2 separate regions of the Zea mays genome follow, and region 1 is linked to region 2. The links are chromatin contacts, called in public Hi-C maps. All regions are on one chromosome and are shown on one strand. The core of a region is the stretch at or near the end of the contact, and the rest is flanking DNA. Distances in the headings are between cores, read along the strand shown.

What was found. Hi-C and Micro-C count contacts between places; a contact is called where the count stands out from the background.
Region 1: a Hi-C map of tassel shows a contact between it and region 2, with 4 times the contacts expected there. The contact joins the promoter of LOC100383702 here to the promoter of LOC111828497 in region 2. A contact is called at or near these places in 7 of 25 Hi-C or Micro-C datasets (bundle sheath, ear, endosperm and 2 more) and 1 of 3 datasets of contacts at active chromatin or transcription factors (leaf).

The regions. Positions count from the first base shown.
Region 1 is chr1:49,877,635-49,884,366 of Zm-B73-REFERENCE-NAM-5.0, forward strand. It overlaps LOC100383702 (Phytochrome B), which reads left to right and starts at 2,662. Exons shown (of 4, transcript NM_001176339.1): 1 at 2,662-4,822; 2 at 5,836-6,643. The coding sequence starts at 2,662.
Region 2 is chr1:49,665,651-49,672,462 of Zm-B73-REFERENCE-NAM-5.0, forward strand. It overlaps LOC111828497, which reads right to left and starts at 1,276. Exons shown (of 9, transcript NM_001360189.1): 1 at 655-1,276. The coding sequence starts at 1,074. LOC100273099 reads right to left here. Exons shown (of 8, transcript NM_001147548.1): 1 at 6,560-6,812; 2 at 6,190-6,257; 3 at 5,621-5,687; 4 at 5,293-5,447; 5 at 5,140-5,210; 6 at 4,962-5,030; 7 at 4,539-4,639; 8 at 2,544-3,091. The coding sequence ends at 2,771.

The sequences.
Region 1 (6,732 bases), core at 1,412-3,911, 210 kb after region 2:
TTCCCCCTCCTCCTTGTGGAAAGGCGACGCAGGGGCGTATGTAAAAAAGTCGAGTCTGTCCCTGACCGTCCTCTCGCCCTGTGCAGAGGCTCGGGGGCTGCTCTCGCAAACCCGGCTCCGGCCAAATCGTTGACAGCGTCAACATACCAGCCTGAGAACTTGGGACCCGACCGTGCACCCGGGCTACGACCAGCTCGCATGAGGGAACGACCAGACCAGCCAAAGCATTGCGCGAGGCATTAAGACCTCAGAGGAGTCAAACCACTCCTCCGAGGCCTCGGGGGCTACACCCGGCGGGTGCGCTCGCGCGCACCCACCGGAACAAAACGCAACCGAGAAAGGCTGGTCCCCTTGCAAAAAAGTGCGACAAAAGCCTCCAAGCGAGTGTTAACACTCCCTTCGAGGCTCGGGGGCTATTGTCGGAGACCATAATTAGGGGTACCCTCAAGACTCCTAATTCTCAGCTAGTAACCCCCATCAGCACAAAGCTGCAAAGGCCTGATGGGTGCGACTAAGTCAGGGATCGGTCCATTCGAGGGACTCAATCACGCCTCGCCCGAGCCCAGCCTCGGGCAAGGGCAGCTGACCCCGGAGGATCTCCGTCTCGCCCGAGGCCCCCCTCCAGCGACGAACGAACTTCCGGCTCGCCCGAGGCCCAGTCTTCACCAAGAAGCAACCCTGGCCAAATCGCCACACCAACCGACCAAATCGCAGGGGCATTTAATGCAAAGGCAGCCTGACACCTTTATCCCGACGCACGTCCTCCAGTCGACAGAGCCGAAGTGACCGCAGTCACTTCGCCGCTCCACTGACCGGCCTGACAGAAGGACAGCGCCGCCTGCGCCGCTCCGACTGCTGTGCCACTCGACAGAGTGAGGCTGACAGGCAGTCAGGCCCGGCCTCAGGCACCATAGGAAACTCCGCTCCGCCCGACCCAGTGCTCGGACTCGGGCTCAGCCCCGGAAGACGGTGAACTCCGCTCCGCCCAACCCAGGGCTCGGACTTGGGCCCAGCCCCGGAAGACAGCGAACTCCACTCCACCCGACCCAGGGCTCGGACTTGGGCTCAGCCCCGGAAGACGGCGAACTCCGCTCCGCCCGACCCAGGGCTCGGACTTGGGCTCAGCCCCGGAAGACGGCGAACTCCGCTCCGCCCGACCCAGGGCTCGAACTTGGGCTCAGCCCCGGAAGACGGCGAACTCCGCTCCGCCCGACCCAGGGCTCTGACTTGGGCTCAGCCCCAGAAGACGACGAACTCCGCTTCGCCCGACCCTAGGGCTCGGACTTAGCCCTGGCTTCAGCCGACGGTCTCCGCCTCGCCCGACCCAGGGGCTCGGACTCGACCTCGGCCACGCAAGACAGACTCGACCTCGACCTCGGAGGAGCCTCCACATCGCCCAACCTAGGGCGCGGACCGACCACGTCAACAGGAGGCGCCATCATTACCCTACCCCAAGCTAACTCAGGCTACGGGGAACAAGACCGGCGTCCCATCTGGCTCGCTCCGCCAGACAAGTAATGATGGCACCCCGCACGCTCTATGACGACGGCGGCTCTCAGCCCCCTTACGGAAGCAAGAGGACGTCAGCAAGGACTCAACAGCCCCGACAGCTGTCCTTCCGCCAGGCTCCAGCGCTCCTCCGACGGCCACGACACCACATGAACCGGGTGCCAAAACCTCTCCGGCTGCCACGATGACATGTATTTAGGGCGCTAGCTCTCCTCCGCTAGACACGTAGCACCCTGCTACACCCCCCATTGTACACCTGGATCCTCTCCTTACGCCTATAAAAGGAAGGACCAGGGCCCTCTTACAGAGGGTTGGCCGCGCGGGGAAGAGGACGGGACAGGCGCTCGCGTGAGGCCGCTCGCTCCCCCTCCCGCGTGGACGCTTGTAACCCCCTACTGCAAGCGCACCCGACCTGGGCGCGGGACAAACACGAAGGCCGCGGGATTTCCATCTCTCTCTCGCTTCGGCTGCCTTTTCTTCCCCCCTTCGCGCTCCATCTCGCGCCGACCCATCTTGACTGGGGCACGCGGCGACATTTTCACTCGTCGGCCCAGGGACCCCCGGTCTCGAAACGCCGACAGTAAGAAAATGAGAATCCCTTAGGATCAGTTTGACTTTGAGAACCTTATTTTCCCAAAAAAATAGTACATTTTTTATTTGGAAAAAAACTTTTAGAAAAATGAAGTTATTAAACTAGCCCTTAATAAATAGATTTGTCAAACTAGCTAAAGAAATAAATAAGAATATACTCCTAGTTTTCAGCGCCTAAATAAAAGCTGCAAAGGTAAGAGCATCCGTATCCACTTCAGCTTTCAAGTTTGGAGTTCGTCGTCGTCCCCAGCGTGACTGCGCGAGTGCTATCCATTCCAAACCTGAAACCACTGCGGCCCAACCCGGCAACCCCGATCCCCACTTCCCCAGTACCATCCCTATCCCAGCCACGCCATCGTCATCGCCTTGCGCGCAATATCCTTGGCTCCACGCCCCAGTAAGCGACCAGTGACAGTGAGAGCGGTGAAGCAAACCAAAGCAAAGCTATCGGAAGAACCTCAGTCGAGGGGGCGAGCGAGCCGACGAGACGACTGACGAGCGCACAAGACCGGACGGGGCCGCCTAATCCAGAGAGAGCCCCAGGTCTCCCCCAACCCCGCCATGGCGTCGGGCAGCCGCGCCACGCCCACGCGCTCCCCCTCCTCCGCGCGGCCCGAGGCGCCGCGTCACGCGCACCACCACCACCACTCCCAGTCGTCGGGCGGGAGCACGTCCCGCGCGGGCGGGGGAGCCGCGGCCACGGAGTCGGTCTCCAAGGCCGTCGCCCAGTACACCCTAGACGCGCGCCTACACGCGGTGTTCGAGCAATCGGGCGCGTCGGGCCGCAGCTTCGACTACTCCCAATCGCTGCGCGCGCCGCCCACGCCGTCCTCCGAGCAGCAGATCGCCGCCTACCTCTCCCGCATCCAGCGCGGCGGCCACATCCAGCCCTTCGGCTGCACGCTCGCCGTCGCCGACGACTCCTCCTTCCGCCTCCTCGCCTTCTCCGAGAACTCCCCCGACCTGCTCGACCTGTCGCCTCACCACTCCGTTCCCTCGCTGGACTCCTCTGCGCCGCCCCACGTTTCCCTGGGTGCCGACGCGCGCCTCCTCTTCTCCCCCTCGTCCGCGGTCCTCCTAGAGCGCGCCTTCGCCGCGCGCGAGATCTCGCTGCTCAACCCGATATGGATCCACTCCAGGGTCTCCTCCAAGCCGTTCTACGCCATCCTCCACCGCATCGACGTCGGCGTCGTCATCGACCTCGAGCCCGCCCGCACCGAGGACCCCGCTCTCTCCATCGCCGGTGCAGTCCAGTCCCAGAAACTGGCGGTCCGCGCCATCTCCCGCCTCCAGGCGCTACCCGGCGGGGACGTCAAGCTTCTCTGCGACACAGTCGTGGAGCATGTTCGCGAGCTCACGGGTTATGACCGTGTCATGGTGTACAGGTTCCATGAAGACGAGCACGGGGAAGTTGTCGCCGAGAGCCGGCGCGACAACCTTGAGCCTTACCTCGGATTGCATTATCCCGCCACAGATATCCCCCAGGCGTCGCGCTTCCTGTTCCGGCAGAACCGCGTGCGAATGATTGCCGATTGCCATGCCACCCCGGTGAGAGTTATTCAAGATCCTGGGCTGTCGCAGCCTCTGTGTTTGGTAGGCTCCACGCTACGCGCTCCACACGGGTGTCATGCACAGTACATGGCGAACATGGGGTCAATTGCGTCGCTTGTTATGGCAGTCATCATTAGCAGTGGCGGTGACGATGAGCAAACAGGTCGGGGTGGCATCTCGTCGGCAATGAAGTTGTGGGGGTTAGTGGTGTGCCACCATACATCACCACGGTGTATCCCTTTTCCATTGAGGTATGCTTGCGAGTTTCTCATGCAGGCATTTGGGTTGCAGCTCAACATGGAGTTGCAGCTTGCGCACCAGCTGTCAGAGAAGCACATTCTGCGAACTCAGACGCTATTGTGTGACATGCTACTACGAGATTCACCAACTGGCATCGTCACGCAGAGCCCCAGCATCATGGACCTTGTGAAGTGCGACGGGGCTGCACTGTATTATCATGGGAAATACTATCCATTGGGTGTCACTCCCACTGAGTCTCAGATTAAGGATATCATCGAGTGGTTGACGGTGTTTCATGGGGACTCAACAGGGCTCAGCACAGATAGCCTGGCTGATGCAGGCTACCTTGGTGCTGCTGCACTAGGGGAGGCTGTGTGTGGAATGGCGGTGGCTTATATTACACCGAGTGATTACTTGTTTTGGTTTCGGTCACACACAGCTAAAGAGATCAAATGGGGTGGCGCAAAGCATCACCCTGAGGATAAGGATGATGGTCAGAGGATGCACCCACGGTCGTCATTCAAGGCATTTCTTGAAGTGGTTAAAAGCAGAAGCCTGCCATGGGAGAATGCAGAAATGGACGCAATACATTCCTTGCAGCTCATATTGCGTGACTCCTTCAGGGATGCTGCAGAGGGCACCAACAACTCAAAAGCCATTGTCAATGGACAAGTTCAGCTTCGGGAGCTAGAATTGCGGGGGATAAATGAGCTTAGTTCCGTAGCAAGAGAGATGGTTCGGTTGATAGAGACAGCAACAGTACCCATATTTGCAGTAGATACTGATGGGTGTATAAATGGTTGGAATGCAAAGATTGCTGAGTTGACAGGGCTTTCAGTTGAGGAGGCAATGGGCAAATCTCTGGTAAATGATCTTATCTTCAAGGAATCTGAGGCGACAGTTGAAAAACTACTCTCACGAGCTTTAAGAGGTATTTCCATTTCTGTTTCTTATATGGATGCTATTGCCTTTATACTACGTTTCATGAAAACTGCGGAGTGCTGTTGAGGAAAATATTATGTTCTTGGTTGTATCTCTTAAGGTATATGGCATAACAGAAGCTTATGGACATGATGTACACATGTTTATTAGACCAAATATGGAAATGTGTGGTAATATACTCCTGGAAAATGGATATTTGAAGGAGCTGAGCCTATCTCAGTTTGTTGACAGTGTGGATGTATGCCTAGACCCAGACCCCCAAGTTCAAGTCCTTGTCGAGGCGATTTTTTTGCATATTTCTTCTAATTAAAAAGCCCTTCTATGTTGGTCAAGGTTTTTTAATAGATATACTCAGTTTCTTAGGCGGACTTCTTTTTGTGCACAAATATATAGAAAATGGGGGATCAACTAGAGACTACCAACAAATTCATTCAACCATTTCTAGAGTATTTTTAGAACCTGGTGCTTATAACTAGCAGACATGAATACTCATTAGTCATATGTGAAAAGTAAGCATATGAAACTTATAAAAAAGGTCATGTTAGTTGTTGAAGTGTATGAGTGGATTAACTATCTTTTCCCATCAGCTTAAGCTTTTGGGTTCAACTGGTTAGCGCGTCCACTCCAACATGGTACCAAAGACAAAGGTCTCGAATTCGAATTCTGGCAAAGGCTTTATTTATGCCTCCACCCATTTATTTCCACGTTTGCGCCCCTCTCTCTCTCTCTCTGGCTGCATTTGCGCCTTTCTCTCTGGCTACACGTAAGTGGGGGTGTTGAAGTGTATAAGTGGATTGACTACCTTCTCCCATCAGCTTAAGCTTTTGGGTTGAACTGTTTAGTGCGTTCACTCTAACATTAGCTACTCACAGGAGTACAATGTTTCTCCCCAGGCTGTTTGAACTATTTTAATGTACTTCCCAATGCATGTAGCTAAGCTATGTTAGCTTTAATGGATGTGAGATTGGAGAGTGCTAATTTGTGAAGTTGCTTCCCATACAGGTGAGGAAGACAAAAATGTGGAGATAAAGTTGAAGACATTTGGGTCAGAGCAATCTAAGGGACCAATATTTGTTGTTGTCAATGCTTGTTCTAGTAGAGATTACACACAAAATATTGTTGGTGTCTGTTTTGTTGGACAAGATGTCACAGGACAAAAGGTGGTCATGGATAAATTTGTTAACATACAAGGGGACTACAAAGCTATTGTACACAATCCTAATCCTCTGATACCACCAATTTTTGCATCAGATGAGAACACTTCTTGTTCAGAATGGAATACAGCCATGGAAAAACTTACAGGATGGTCGAGAGGTGAAGTTGTTGGTAAGTTTCTTATTGGAGAGGTGTTTGGAAATTGTTGTCGACTCAAGGGCCCAGATGCATTGACAAAATTCATGGTTATTATTCACAACGCTATAGGAGGACAGGATTATGAGAAGTTCCCTTTTTCATTTTTTGACAAGAATGGAAAGTATGTGCAGGCCTTATTGACCGCCAATACAAGGAGCAAAATGGATGGTAAATCCATTGGAGCCTTTTGTTTCCTGCAGATTGCAAGCACTGAAATACAGCAAGCCTTTGAGATTCAGAGACAACAAGAAAAGAAGTGTTACGCAAGGATGAAAGAATTGGCCTATATTTGCCAGGAGATAAAGAATCCTCTTAGTGGCATCCGATTTACCAACTCTCTGTTGCAGATGACTGATTTAAATGATGACCAGAGGCAGTTCCTTGAAACTAGCTCTGCTTGTGAGAAACAGATGTCCAAGATTGTTAAGGACGCCAGTCTCCAAAGTATCGAGGACGGGTCAGCATTCTGTTTACCCCTTCTACTCACACATTCTCTAATATTTGCATTGAATATTTACATTTGATCATTCATATTTGTTTAACTTG
Region 2 (6,812 bases), core at 26-2,525:
ATACATAAGGATTGGGTTTGTTAAGATATTAGATAAGGATGGCTGCTATCTCAGCCCTATAAATGTACCCCTTCAATCAATGAAAGATTAAGCAAGCAAATCATCTTGCTAGGCTTCCCCCTTTCCTTGTGACTTGCATAGTTGGATAGAAGCCACATATGCAATACATTCATCCAAATTGTTTTGCTTAGAAATACATACATCATTAAGTAAACAACTGCAACACAACATCCTCGAGCTACATGTATCAGCAATTCAGCACAGAGGAAATTGGAATAGAGAGTCAATCGACTTGAAGCTCACAAGAAGTTTAATAGGATTGGCAGGAACCCACATAAAACATGCAATACGCCACAGCACCAAAGTATCTAGAACCTCCCCTGAATTAAAGGGTTTAGGGTTTCTAGGGACTAATTTTTAGTCCCTCTATTTTATTCCATTTTTGTCCCTAAATTGCTAAATACGGAAACTAAAACTATAATTTATTTTCTGTATTTGACAATTTTGGGCTACAATGGAATAAAATGAAGGTACTAAAAATTAGTCCCTACAAACCAAACACCCCTAACTACACCTATAATACTCCAATTTCGCACTACAGCACCAATAAGAATCTTAATACTACCAATTACTCAGCCAATTCAAGAATCATACCGTTGCCCACCCGCCATCGTTAACAGATGAAACCTTCACACGGTTGCTCGTATCATCTCCCTCCTCATCCTCAGCCACGCATCCCTCGCCGCGCCCCACAGGGGGCGGCGGCAGTGGCGCGCTGGTGTCCTCGTTCAGCACGATGCGAAGGCCATCATCGCTCTCATCATCGCTGCTGCTGTAGCCCTCGGTCCCGTCGCCCAAATCCACCGCCTCGTTCTCGTCGGGCTCCGGGAACTCCCCCTCGCCGTCGGTGAGGGGGTCGGAATCCCTCGCGTTTGAGCCGCCACTCTCCCCTGCGGCAGCGAGCGCGGCGGCGACCTGCTCGTCGAGGTCCGCGTAAAGGTCCTCGACGTCGTCGACATTGTTGTCGTTGGTGGATACACCGAAGGCGGCGGCCGCGTCCAATGGGTCAGCCATAGAGCGGCGCAGCAGCAGAGGGAGCACGTGTGAGGTACTAATTGCTAAGAAATTGGTGGCGCGCGGACGAAGGTTGCACAAAAACCTTGGACCTAAAACCCTAGAACTTGTGGGGGCATTCAGGCTAGTGGCAGTGGGTGCCCAGATTGCCGATAGGACCTGAAGTGCGGCGTTGTCTCAAACTTCTCAAGGGTGACGGGCCGCATTCATACGGATATTTTGGGCTCCGGTAAATGCTACAGGATTCTGCAGATTTTTCGTGAAATTGAATGGATTCAAAGGGTGGGGCAAAATTTTAGACTTGATTTGAACTCAATCTAGTTGCTTGTTTGTTAACTTAAATTACTAAGAGTATACGCAAATTTTACTCTTCCCTCTTTAGAGCATATCCAAGAGACTTTTTATTTTTAGCTCTTTGTTTGACTGTCTATTTAGGTAGTGTTTGGTTCCAGAGTCTATTTGGATGGAATGGCTCCGTTCCAGATTCTAAGAACAGAATGGCTCCGTTCTGTGTTTGACAGTTAGAACAGAGTCACTCTATTTTTTTGTTTGGTTCTAGAATGAAGTAGAATGGAACAACCCATTCTGTGTTCAATTATAGAGTGGATAGAATAGATCTTCTCCATATATATACACAAAAATAATAATATTACTAATTCAAACAAAAAATAATATAATTACAATACGTATATGGTTTTCACGGTCATAAATGTGGAGATAAAAAAATTATAATACTTTAAGCTATTAAAGACTAATGAGTAATGACTAGATTTGACAGAACAGCCCGCACGATTTACATAGTTTAGAACAGAGACGCTACGACGGGAGGGGAGAGAACAGGGGCACAGCCCCACGCTGCGACTGGAGAACTCGAGCGTATAGGTTCGAGTGTTTTTCTGGAGCCCAGAGATGCAGTATATTGAATGAATATTCTCTTTTTGGAGCCTATCGATTCTACGTAGAATCAAACCAAACACGCTATATACTATAATAGAGTGGCTCCATGACCCTATACTCTGGATCCAAACGCTACCTTATATCCAACAGACTATTTATCTAGTTTTACTAATCAGATGGCTAGCTAAATTTAGCTAGTGAGAGCTAATTTAGATAATCAGATAGCTTAACGAGTCAGATAGCTAGTCTGTTACAGAGTTATTTTGTTGTTGAATAGTCAATATTTGGCTTAACGAGCTATTTAACTAGTTTTTTAAGATGCTCTTAAGGATTAGTTTGGAAGAAAGGGTGCTAAAACAAGGGAGCGAAAACCTCCCATTTTAAACTAAATTTTTTATTTAAATAGAATTGCTATGGATTGCTCATCGTAGGAAAAGACAGGGATCCTACGGGCACGGGGCAGATCTTTCAACAAATCAGCGTTATCATAGAAAAAATTCACTTCAGCATTCGAACCAAATTTAGATATATTCAAATATTATGCAACCAATGAAACAATCGTCAAAGTCATGAGCCGCCAATAACCGGTTTGATGTATAGCATATAGAAATTGTTTCCTACGATAAAAACCGGCAGTCTGTAATTAAATTATGTATCGTGTATGCTTTCAATATCTCCCTATACTGGATCACAACAACCCGGTTCAAAACTTCAATGCAGCAATCTGTCAACTTTGGAGGTACAATGGTGGAACAGATGAAACATTGTTGCTTGATGCTTCGCCTAATCTCAATTCCAATCAATGGCGTTCTTCAGCAAACTGGATCTGTTCAAGTGGTGTAAACTGGGCAGTGCTCCTGTTCCTAGAAAATCGGTAGCCCACAAAGATGGACATGCAAATGGCTACCACTGAAAGAAGTAAAGCAAAGCCAGTTGCAGCATCCCAAGAGCGATTAGGAGCTGGACGGTAATACGTAGCTTCGGACGAAGGTTGTATATCCAAAACCAACCAGTTGCAGCTGGCTGAGTAATGATCGGAGTTGCTCCATGCTTTGCCATCGTCTGGGTACCACAAGGCTACGGACATATTGCTGGGACGTCCTATTGTGAATTGTGCATCCTGCATCACCAAAAGAGCATTTGATTACTGTATTTGGTTAGGGTAAATACAGTAAAACATAAAACTTCAAGCAGGTTAAATTGACATAGAAGGTTTCATATCAGTCAGTTCACATTTTTTAAATAGGTACGCATACAGATCGGCCCATCATAAGTACAGATGAGGTAGATTTGTCAAAGGTTCAAAGCATACTAGGCACAAGATGCATGTGGCCTGTGGAAGATATGTATGTCTCTCGAGCGTATAAAAAGCAAAAATCTGACTACTGGACCAGTTCAAGTCCTGAAGGAGATACGGTACAAGACCGGGTATCTCTTGCAAAACACGGGATGAAGTTCTACTCGGTTTCGATCTCTGTTCGATTTGTACTCAGATTGTAACCTGATGAAATCTGCATCACATAAATGACTTGTAACTCTAGCCCCTATAAATAGAGCTAGGAACCCTCCATAGAAAATTGCGGATACACCCAAGGCATCATCTGAAGAAATCTAAAAACAGACACATCTAGAGACAACTAGCAAAGTGTCCATATGTTGGTGAGGTTTCCATCTATGTTTTGAGTATATAGTATAAAACACAAAGATATGTGTGTTTTGTTGATTAAGTGTGTGTGAATGTGGGTTTGGAGCAAACAACCATGGTTCAAATCCTCATTTGTACACAATAGTTTTTTTACCATTTAAATGTGGGGGATGGACCATCCCGGAAGTTGTCCCCTCTGCAGTCAGGACAATGAGACAGTTCAACATCTCCTGGTCGGTTGTGTTTTTGCTAGGCAAGTTTGGTTTTCTATCTTGGAGATGGTTGGTCTCCAATTTTTCTCCACATCTCCAGATGTGACAGTTTTTCAAGATTGGTGGTGTACAACTGTGTCTTCTGCCAATAGAAAATCATTTAATTCATTGGTTCTGTTGGTGGCTTGGTGGTTGTGGAAGCACCAGATTTAATTCATTAGATTTTGGTTGTCGTAAGGTGGTTCTCTATATCTCGATCTATGTAAGGCATGTATCTTTCTCCTAATTAATATAATGATATGTAGCTCCCATGCGTGTTCGACAAAAAAACATGATAGTACAGACACTCATACTAAAAAAAACTCGACCTGCGGAGGGTAAGACACCCTCAGGCATTGTATTAAGAAGAAGACCTCCTCACACGGGTCGAGAAAACCCCCCCGAACCCCTGCCCCATTCATACACAACGACACCGTAGCCCATGTGAGAACGACCTCGGCCGGGGGCCGGGCTTTAGGCCTGTGCTTTGTCGTAGGATAGACGAGGGGTTTTTTTAATCACAGCCTAAAATTCGCTCTCACGGGAAGTCAAACCTAGAACCTGAGGAGTGCTACTCAGACCATCTAACCAACTCGGCTAGAGCCTAGAGGCCCTTTCACCAGACACTCATACTACAATATCTTGAATGTAATGTGTTAGTGGATAAGTACCTGCTGAAATTGATCCATTGTTCTTAAGGGTCTTGAAAACTCAAAATAATATGTACCCTTCTCATCTTGTTGTCCATAAGGATTATCGTCATCAACAAAGCCTGGGAGAAGATTTCAAAAAAACATTAGACAATAAATTTTAACTTACATGTATTTGCCATATGGTGAACATTCAATTAAGGTATACTGATGACTAGCCAGGTTAAGAGAGCTTATGTTTCCATATTATTGCAGTGGAAGTCCATTGCTTTTTAAAATAAATATATATACGCAGTTGGAGATAAGGGGCATTAAGAAGAATAAAGCATGCAAACTCAAGTTGTCAACTCTCAGAAGCTGATCTCCATATGCTATATTCTTTAGAATTCATAACCAAACCAAGTACGAAGTAAAGATAAAAGAGAAACGAGTCTGATGGTATACCTGAATGGAAGGTCAATGAACTGTGCCACCAAGCCCCATGCCAATCATTTTGAGCATTTGAATTGTTCTCTGAAACAATTTTTGTCCCAAAACAAAGTTCAATAAAAAAAGGTAGTAGGAAAATAACCAAACATATAATCCATACATGATGGTTTCTAAATTTTATAAGCATGTTTACCTTTAGGGCCCACTCCATCGAGGTATCGGCAATGTGGATTCCATGCATAGACATCAACAAGGTGACCAAATCTAAATAAAGAGATACTCTAACCATAAGTTTCTACAATACATAAGTACGCGATCATCATGCAACAAAATAGAACATAGTTACCTGTCGTTTCCATTCCCAGCTGCATTGTCTATGTGATTGCCACCGTAAAGTCGTCCAGGGATAGCATTTCCAATTGAGAAGTGCATAATGTCAACCTCATGACCTCTACAACTTTTACTTGTGCATGAACCTGGCATATCTTTGCATCCTCCCATCTAAAAATGCCAAACAATGTTCAGCATACATTATAAAATGACCAAAAATAAAGAGTGCAAAAGGCATTGTCCAGAAATACAAAAAGGAGCTAGTATATATAATGATTAAAAAACTCAATGCATGCATGAAATTACACTTGTAATGGTTCATAGCTGGAAGCAACCAAACTTACATTGTAAAATGTGGCTTTCTCTCCAACTTGGAACATCAGAGCAACAGAAGGGCATTTGTTACTTTCCCTGTGTTGATGAACAGGTGAACCAAAACACAGGTTACTAGATACAGAGCTATATGTTTAAATTAATGGTGGAAGGCTAAAATCCATTTGAGAATGAAATCGTTCTCATAAGGCATGATCAATCAAATTAAACCAGCAACATGTCGTAAAGAAGACAAAGGCAATGAGTGGGGTTGTCATGCCAAGGTATAGTCAATCCAGTTAAAACACCATCATGCCTTAAAGAATACCAACATAATAAGAAAAGCTACATTGATCCTAGTACTATTTAACAGAGCAGTCAAGAACCATGTATAAATCTATAGGCCTCATCAACTGACAATGTCGAAGCTAAAGGACAAACAGATCGTGATGGATTTGTGCATTAAAACAATATAGGAGTAGCTGATTGGTTATCCAACGTCTCTGAACTAAAAGAGTGGCCATAAAGAGCACTACAACCTCCACTATCGTTCTATCCGCACTGGTGCAGATGTAGTGACACAGAAAGAAGGCGAAAGTACCCTTTAGTGTAAGCGTAAGCCCCATCAACCTGAAGCAAGAAGAAGACGTTGACGCCATCATGCACAGCCTGTACAGTCAACTTCCAAAGTTAATAAAGCACCACTTCGGAGACACCAAGGTTTCAAAGTTAGTAGAAAACTGAACTCGAACATCTAGCTAGCTTATTCCAGATAAATCTAATATTTTGCTTCTCCAAACAGAAAAATGCTAAAAGTCCATGATTCGGCTTATCGAACCCCATTTCGACAACACGCGCAGTTCTGAATCTAATTCCGATCAGCCTAACTTGTCGTGATCCACCTGTTTCGCTATGGGGGAGAGTAAGACAGAGAAAGAAAAGACGAAGAAGAGAGCGTGGAAGAGACGAACCTTTACGGCGATCTTGCCGCCGGAGTAGGCCTTATCATCGTCTGGATCTAGAGCCGGCAGCAGCGCGAACTCCGAGGCCTCCACGCTCTCCCAGTCCTCGTTGTGCCCGTCCACGGTCACCTCACCGGGGCGGAACTCCGCAAGCACGTGCTCGCTGCCTCCGGCGCAGGTGGGCGCCTCACCATGGTGCTCGTGCGCGGTGGTGGCGACTACTAGGGTCGCCCCGGCGAACAGGATGACGAGTAGCCTCGTC